2 separate regions of the Ovis aries genome follow, and region 1 is linked to region 2. The links are chromatin contacts, called in public Hi-C maps. All regions are on one chromosome and are shown on one strand. The core of a region is the stretch at or near the end of the contact, and the rest is flanking DNA. Distances in the headings are between cores, read along the strand shown. Region 1 holds the start of PRMT1 (protein arginine methyltransferase 1). Region 2 holds the start of FLT3LG (fms related receptor tyrosine kinase 3 ligand).

Region 1 (4,304 bases), core at 332-2,831, 150 kb before region 2:
CAGGCCCAGAAACTCCCCAGGGGAGGGGCCGAGTCCTGGATCCACCTCTGAGGAAGATATTTCCTCCAGCCAAGAAGGCCTTCGTCTAGCAGAGAGCCAAGGGGGAGTCACTGGAGTGACCCCTGGGGCTGCCCCCCAAGGTATGCATCTTGGAACCTCACCTCCCATTCCTGAGACTGCTACAAGCTAAGAGGTGAGAGTACGGAGGGCCCAACAGATTACAGCTCTTCCAGATGCAAGCACTCTCCAGGCGCCAAGAAGCGTGAAATCACAGACATAACCCCTGGGCTCCAAGCCCCACCTCCATCCTCCCCAAACCAGTGAATGACGCGGATACGGAAAGACGGCGGGTGAGGGGACTTCCCCTGAGGGCCCATTTCTCTACACCACCGACATCACCGCCAGACATGCCCCCAGAGCGCTTGAGACACAGCATCATGGCAAGCCCCACATAACTGCAAGAGAATCACACCTCACGGGACACCATTTCACGCAAGCAGGTTCAGGACCCTCAAACACGGGTTCAGGGAGGAGGTGGTCAACTCCCATCTTCACAAATACCCCAGGGAGAGGAAGGGCCAGAAGGAGGTAAATCCGCTGCCTCCACTACCTCACAGCCCTTCCCAGGACAGATTCTCTCTCCCCTCGCCCGGGAGGGCTTCGACAGGGAGGGGGGCTTGGAGACACGCCCCATGAAAAAGATGTCCCTCCCACACACCCAGAAATGGCCACAAGGGGGTGCACAGCGCCTAATCGGGAAAGATCTTCCGCTCGATGCCCCCCCATAGACCAGAGGGAGGTCACAGGGGCATGCCCCATCCCCCCAGCTCCCAAAGAGGGGGAGAATCCAGAGACAGGAAACTGGAGGGTAGGAGGGGTCCCAGAGGGAACCAATTCTTCGTCTTCCTCCAATCCCAACGCAAGAGCGCACGAAACCTGGACCGATGCCTAAGCAGATGCCCTGGTCCCAGGAAAGGGTTTGTTAAGGGTCGAGGCACACTGCCCCTCCCAAGAGCCTCATTACTGCACGGAGGTCCCCACCCCGAGGTGCCCGTCACGATCCCCGGGGAGGAGGGTAGGGGGCCTCGGAGGGAGGGTCGGAGCCTCCTCTCCGCCCCCCCCCGGGGCGCCCCTCCCCTGGCCGGGGGCGGGGCCTTTGTCCCGCACGTGGAACCCGCCGGGCAAGCGGGCACGGCACACCCCCTCCCCACCCACCGTGCCACGGCCACGTGGGGGCCAGGCCGGAAGCGCCCCCAGCCCTCCTCCACGTGGGAGGGGGCAGTAGGCCCTCGGCTCGGCGTGGCGCCTCAGGCCCCCGAAAGCTAGGGAACCCGCAGTTCAAACGGTATCCTCGGATACGGAGCACGCGGCGCCCCCCTCCGTACGGCCAGGGGCCTTCAACCCCAATCCGGCGACTCAGAGCCCCTTCCCCACGGCGGAGGCGTAAAACACCGACTTCCAAACCGCCCCCCGCCCCCGGTGGCGCTCCTGGCGCTCACCTCCATGATGCAGTTCGCGGCTTCGGCTGCCGCCATCTTCACCCGCGTCTACTCCTCCTCCGGCCGCCGAGACCCCCCCCCTTTCTCCGCACTCCCCCGGGACCGCCTTATACCGGAGGGTCTACGGCCCGCCCACCGCGACCCCGCCAGGAGATCTCATTGGTAGAGGAGGTGACCCGTCTGGAAATACCATTTAGCCATTGGGCGAAGGAGACACCCATCAAAGCTGAGGTGCCCGCCTACTCTGGCGTGCCGAACCCCGCCCCCTTAAGTCGACGGGGATGGGAAAGACTGCCCGTCTATCGCAAGAAGCGCGACTGACGATTGGGCAGAATCTACTGGGAGTTCCCGCCCCTTCTCCCGTACCGCCTCAAAGCTTCCCGGCGGACCCTGCGCTAAGCGGACATCTTGAAATAGAACTATCACCAAAAGTACCCGCCTCTTAATAGCTGCTATTGGTTTATTAGCAATGTGACGTCATGAGGCTTTCGGCCTGCCTCCGCCAAGCTGCTGGCCTCAAGGAGAACGTGACGATTGGCCCACGAAAAAGGAAAGCAGGCTTTAGGCTCCAGAGATTGGCTCAAACAAACTGTCACTCACCGTTCACTCTGTGGCTTCTCCCAGCTTGTAGGGAATCCAACGGGAAATAAGGGAGCTTGTGCCCATTTTCCTGATGGAAAACTGAAGCAGTGAGAGGCTCAAAGAGGTCTTATCCGTGATCCTGAATCAAGTCAGAAATGGGACTCAGGCGTCGAGGTGTTTAATCTTTAGCCCTCTACTTAATTGTTACAAGTTTTTAAAACCCAGTGACCCCACTCAAGCACTTGGCCTTTGCCAAGTCCTACCCATGCTGGAACACCCACCCCCTTCGTCTGGCCTTCATGAGTCAGTCCCGGCATAACTCAGTCGCCACCTCCTCCAGGTAGCTTCCCTCGACCTGTAGAAAAAGTTACTTGTTGAATGAAGGTAACTGCTACTTGGGGAATGTATCCCATCACCCTAGAAAGTTCCTTCACGACCCTTTCAACACCGCCCTCCCACCCAACCCCAGAAGCAATCACTGTTTCGTTACTATAGTGTATCTTTTCAGCTGCTAAATTTTCCAATAAAAGTATGTGCTCTTTTGTGCCTGTCTTGTTTTTCTCAGCATAATGTTTTCAAGATTCGTTCATGTCTCATATAACGATTGTCCAGCCCTTTTTATTGCTGAGGAGTATTCCATTGTATTGCTGGATCACATTTTCCTCTTGGTGGACATGTGGGTGGTTTCCAGATTAGGGCTGTTATGAATAAAGAGGCCATAAACCATCGTGTCCCAACCTTTCTGTAGATGTACACTTTCAGTTCTCTTGGGTCAAGCTAGGAGGACATGCTTGCGCGTCCTATGCTAGGTGTATGTTTAACTTGATAAGAAACTGCCCCAAAGTTTCCTATGGTATTCTACCAATTTGCATTTCCATCAGTGATGCGTGAGAGTTCTAGGTGCTCCACATCCCCTCCAGCACTTAATAAAATCAGTCTATAATTTTAACGACTCTCCTGTGTAGGAAGAGATTATCTCCTGGTTGTGACTTGCATTATTGCCCTGACCGCCAATGTTGTTCAGCACCTTTTCGTGTTTTCGTGTGCTTATCGGCAATTTGCATGTTTTCTTTCTTTAAAATAAAAATTTTTTTTTTTTTTTAAATTTGGCTGCTTCGGGTTTTAGTTATTGTGCACAGGTTCCAGAGCATGTGGGCTCAGTAGTTGCTGCAAGATTCCCAACCAGGGATGGAACTCACACCTCCTGCAGTGGAAGGCGGGTCCTTAACCACTCCACCACCTGGGAAGTTCCCCTATTTGTATATTTTCTTTTGTCAAGTGTCTGCTCAATTCTTTTGTGTATTTTTGCAAACAGAGTTGTTTTCTTATTCACCAATTGTAAACGTTCTTTATAGCGTCTAGATACAGGTCTCTTTTAGGTATACTGACTTTACATTTTTCTCCCAATCTGTGACCTGTCTTTTCCTTTTCTTAATGTTGTCTGTTGAAAAGCAGAGACTTTATCTGAACCCACATCTTGACCCTTACATTGTATGTTGTGTGGAATTTTTTTTTTCTTTTCTATTTCTCCAAATGTTTCAGCAGGGTTTTTGTGTCTTATCTTTTTTTTCCTTCTGAATTCCAATTAACCCAATCAATTACTTTTGCTCTTGTGTTGCTATAAAGAAGGAAAAATTATAACACATTCTCTCTACAACATTAGGGAATAAACTAATGTCACTGGGTATAGAGTACAGGGGCTTTCCTGGTGGCTCAGATGGTAAAGGGTCTCCTTGTAATGCAGGAGACCCAGGGTTTGATCCCTGGATAGGGAAGATCCCCTAGAGAAGGGAATGGCAACCCACTCCAGTATTCTTGTCTGGGGAATTCCATAACAGAGGAGCCTGGCAGGGTACAGTCCATAGGGTCGCAAAGAGTCGGATACGACTGAGCAAATTCCACACCACAGAGAGTACAGGGGGGTGGTCTGGGCTGGAAGCAAAACTGGGGGAGCCATCAAGTGTCAGATTCTTCATTCTCCAAGATGGCAGCCACATGGGACTACTGAGTAATGGCCCATGACAAGTGTCAGCTGAGATATGCTATGGCTGTAAAAATGCACACCAGATTCTGAAGACTTTATGTAAAAAAAGAATCTGTAATACTTCATTTGCATTTTTAATATTGATTACATGCTGAAATGATTCTATTTTGGATAAATGTGGTAAATAAAAATTATGGTTAAAATTAATTTAACTTTTTTACTTCGCTTTCATGGGGCTA
Region 2 (4,509 bases), core at 1,250-3,749:
GGAAACCTCCAGTAAGGCCTAGCAGACCTTTGCTGCCAATCCCTAGGAAAGCAACAGGCTCTCTGCACTTGTCCCCCAAGTTCAGGGCTGACCTGGAAGGCACACGAGGTGACAAAGTGTATCTCGGTGTTGACATCCTCCAGCAGTTTCTCCATCTCCGACCCAGCCACGGTCTTGAGCCGTCCCATCCAGCGCTGGGCCAGGACCAGACGCCAGAACGCCCCGCAGAGCTTGTCCTGGGGGGAGACCACCCAGGCTCTGGGTCCCGCGGGTGGGCGGAGGGGGTTGGGGGCCAGGATTCCTGGGTCCCGAGGGAGGGGGTGGCCTGGTGGGCACACTAGCCTGGCCCCTCAGGGGGCGGTGAATCTTGAATCTCTCCTTCCCACCTCCATCCTGGGCCCCTCCCGTCTGTGACTCACGTCCTGCAGGTTGGAGGCAACAGTGACGGGGTAATCTTGAAGCAGGTACTTGGACTGCGGGAGAAAACGGGGTCAGGCCTGCGCAGACAGGAGGAAACAAACTATGGGGACCGAGAGGGAGGGGGCGGGGACCCAGAGAGAAGGGGACAGGGACCTAGAGAGAAGGGGCGGGGACCTAGAGTGAGGGGGCGGGGATCCAGAGAGAAGGGGCGGGGACCTAGAGTGAGGGGGCGGGGACCCAGAGAGAAGGGGCGGGGACCTAGAGTGAGGGGGCGGGGATCCAGAGAGAAGGGGAAGGGACCTAGAGTGAGGGGGTGGAGACTCAGAGAGAGAGGGCAGGGACCCAGAGTGAGGGGGCGGGGACCCAGAGAGAGGGGGAAGGGATCTAGGGAGGCGGGGACCCAGAAAGAGGGGGCGGGGACCCAGAGTGAGGGGGTGGAGACCCAGAGAGAGCGGGCGGGGACCCAAAGAGAGGGAGAGGGGACCTAGAGGGGGCGGGGACCCAGAAAGAGGGGGCAGAGACCCAGAGAGAGGGGGCGGGGACCCAGAGTGAGGGGGCGGGACAGAGAAGAGGGGCGGAGACCCAGAGAGAAGGGGGTGGGGACCCAGGGAGAGGGGGCGGGGACCCAGAGAGAGCGGGCGGGGACCCAGAGAGAAGGGGGCAGGGACCCAGAGTGAGGGGGCGGGGACCCAGAGAGAAGGGGGCAGAGACCCAGGGTGGGGAGATGGGGACCCAGAGAAAGGGGGACAGAGACCCATAGCGAAGGGGGCAAGGATGGGGGGACGGACGACGGAAGGGAACCCAGAGGGAGGAGGCAGGGGGGCCACAGAAACTCTTGACAGGGGGAAGTCAGACCCAGAGACAGCACCTCAGGCTCGGGTTGGGAACAGGGACGCTCACCAGCTTGCCGATCTTGATGGCAAAGGTGGAGGAGATGGGGCTGTGGCGGAAGGAGCAGTCGGGGGTCCCTTGGAGGCCAGGGCTGAGCAGTAACAGCAGCAGCAGAAGGGAGGTCTGCAGGCGGGGTAGGGCGGGGGCTCCATGGACTCCACACACGCCCCCCTCCGTCGTGGAGGCTGCCCCCGGCAGCCCCCTGTTCTCTCTTCCCTCTTTCCCCTTTCCAGCTTTCCCACTTCTCAGCTCCTCCGCTTGGCTCCTGTGTGCCCACTTCCGACCATCTTTCCCTGTATCTCTCTGCCTCTGGGCACGTGCTAACCAGTTTTCGCCCTCCTCTGCCAGCTCTGTCTCACCTCCCATCTCCGCACCTCAGCCCATCTCTCTCCACTTCTGCTCACCTCTGCCCAGGATTTTCTCGTCTTTGCCCATTCCTCTGTCTTTTCATGCTCATCTCTCCTGTTTTTCCCTAGATCTGAGTCCTATCTTCCCCGTTTGCTCCCACCTCCCTGTTTCTTTCCCCAACCCCTGTCCATCTCGCTTACCTCTGTCCACGTCCCCCTACCTGTGTCAATTTCCCCTACTCATGTCCATCTCCTCATCTCCCCCACCCCTGTCCATCTCCCCACCATGTCCATCTCCCCACCCCTGTCCATCTCCCCCACCACTGTCCATCTCCCCCACCACTGTCCATCTCCCCCACCTCTGTCCGTCTCCCCACCTCTGTCCGTCTCCCCCACCTCTGTCCGTCTTCCTCATCTCTGTCCGTTTCCCCAACCCTGTCCGTCTCCCCCACCTCTGTCCGTTTCCCCCACCTCTGTCCGTCTCCCCACCCCTGTCCGTCTCCCCACCCTGTCCGTCTCCACCACCCCTGTCCATCTCCCCCACCCTGTCCATCTCCCCCACTTCTGTCCGTCTCCCCCACCCCTGTCCATCTCCCCACCCCTGTCCATTTCCCCTACCTCTCACCTCTGTCCATCTGCTCACTTCTGACCACCCCAGCTCTGTCCATCTCCCTCCGAATTCTGTCCATCTCCTCCCACCTCTGTTCATCTCCCCACTCGTGTCTACCCCAACTCTGTCCACCTCCCCTCTCAGCTCTGCCCATCTTGACACTGCCATTCCCCCACCTTAACCCCTAGGGATACGCACAGTTGGGCTCCAGGCTGGCGCCAGCACTATCATTTCTGCCGGGGGCCCTTCATGCCTGTGGCCGGATCTTGGAAGGGACAGAAGAGCGAGTCTCGGACCCCCACACCCCAGCCCCTTCCTTGCCCGCCCCTTCACCTCCCCGCCCCTCCCTCGGTCCTTTGATGTGGCTAAGTTTCCGCCTCCTACTCTATAGGGCTTCCTGCGTGAAGCACAGTTACAGTGAAAACTCCTCATCTCCCCTTCTAAGAACCCCGACGTCCGGTGCCCGCAACTCTGCGCAGGCCAGGGACCCAGGAACCCGACCCCCCGCCGTCTGCGCTCAGCCCCAGGAGGGGGACCCCGGCCCCGCCCTTCGGGGACCCGGAGTCCATTTCTCCTCACGCACCAGGCTTGCCCCAGCTGGGTGTGGAAGGGGCCACGCCGGGTGACAGCCAGAGATCGAAAGTGAAAGGAAATTTTGGGGGGAGAGTGAGCTGGGGTGGATCAGGCTGGTGCACGGGGCGCCACCTGGTGGTGACAGGTGGCAGAAGTCGCCTCAGTGGGCGCTTTAGCGGGACTTAGGCTCAAGGGGTCTGACCTTGGGTTGGTAGCCCGAGTGGGACACAGTGAATGTGGCTCGGGGGCTCCAACGGGAAACTGTCTCCGGCTAGAATTAACGCAGGTCGGGCAAGGAGGAGGTCACCCTGAGCCCTTCACCTTTGCCTTGAAACCCCACCCCCACTCTCCAACCCCCGTCTGCTTCCACAGGGAGTGACAGCTCCATCCTTCCAGATGTTCGGGCCCAAAGCCTTGGAGGGGACCTGAGACTCCGTCTGCCTCTCACTGCCCACTGACAGTCCAGTCCATCAGCAAGTTTGTTGGCTGATCATCAAAGTGTGTTCAGAATCCCACCCATCTCACCCCTGCCACTGCCACCACCACCCACCTGGAAATCATGGTTTCTACTCACCCTACCAGCCTCCCTGCTTCTGTCCTCACTTGCTAGTCTGTTCTCCATGTGCAGCCTGAGGGAGCCTGCGAAGACCCAAGTCCCCTCACCTCCCTCCTCTGCTCCACGCTTCCCCCTTACCCGCGCACCTGCCACACAAGTCCAAGTCCTCACTGTGGCCGAGACAGACCTGGCCTCTCCTCCTGCCTCTCTCCACTCCGGCCACACAGGCCTGAGGCGGGCACATTTCTGCCCCAGGGCCTTTGCACTGGCTGTTCCCTCAGTCGGGAATGCCCTTCCCCCAGATACCCACATGGCTCAACCTGATCTCATTCAGGTCTTTGCTCAAATACACAAGGCAAAGGCTGCAACTACTGAACCCGCCTGCCTCAACTGCTGAAGCCTGTGTGCCAGGAGCTCATGCTCTGCAACAAGAGAAGCCACCGCAATGAGAAGCCCGCGCACGGCAATGAAAAGGAACCCCCGTTCGCCTCAAGTAGAGAAAGCCAGAGCATGGCAGTGAAGACCCAGGGCAACTCCGCAAAAATTTTTTAAAAAATACATAAGGCGAAGCCTTCCCCAACCAACCTTTTTCAAGTTGCAACCACTTCCCAGCACTCCCACTCATCTGAGCTTTGTTTTTTCCCTTGTCACTTATCACCTTCTGACACACCACTGCAGTTTATCTTCTTTATTGTCAGTTGTCCCCATTAGGAGTGCAACTCCAGGAGGGCCACAGTATCTGTTTATCCTGCTGGATCTCCAGCACCTAGAACCATGACTGGCTCACAGAAGGTGCTCCATCAATATCTGTTAAATGAATGAACAAATATGCATTGTTGTCATATACTGGATAGGGCACCTGCTCTTGGGCTCTGTTTCTTGGGTGACAACCTCTAACTCCCTGGAACTTCCAGATAGGCGTGTCTTTGTTATTAAGACGGGCTCCCTGACCACATCTGAGTTTACCCTAATGAGGTGACTCAGGATGGGGGCTGGGCAGCACCAGAAAGACCAGTCACATGACTAGAGGGCTGGAACTTCTCACTTCCAATCTCCAACCTCTCACCTTCAACTTCCAGGGAAGGAGGCAAGAAATTGAGTTCAAATTCTGT

Evidence for each region. A called contact is a pair of places that touch in the nucleus more often than the background predicts.
Region 1: a Hi-C map of muscle shows a contact between it and region 2, with 4 times the contacts expected there. The contact joins the promoter of PRMT1 here to the promoter of FLT3LG in region 2. A contact is called at or near these places in 3 of 16 Hi-C or Micro-C datasets (blood and muscle).

The regions. Positions count from the first base shown.
Region 1 is chr14:55,808,751-55,813,054 of ARS-UI_Ramb_v3.0, reverse strand. It overlaps PRMT1 (protein arginine methyltransferase 1), which reads right to left and starts at 1,581. Exons shown (of 10, transcript XM_027978635.3): 1 at 1,500-1,581. The coding sequence starts at 1,535.
Region 2 is chr14:55,663,263-55,667,771 of ARS-UI_Ramb_v3.0, reverse strand. It overlaps FLT3LG (fms related receptor tyrosine kinase 3 ligand), which reads right to left and starts at 2,499. Exons shown (of 7, transcript NM_001078660.1): 1 at 2,467-2,499; 2 at 1,321-1,434; 3 at 420-473; 4 at 93-236. The coding sequence starts at 2,499.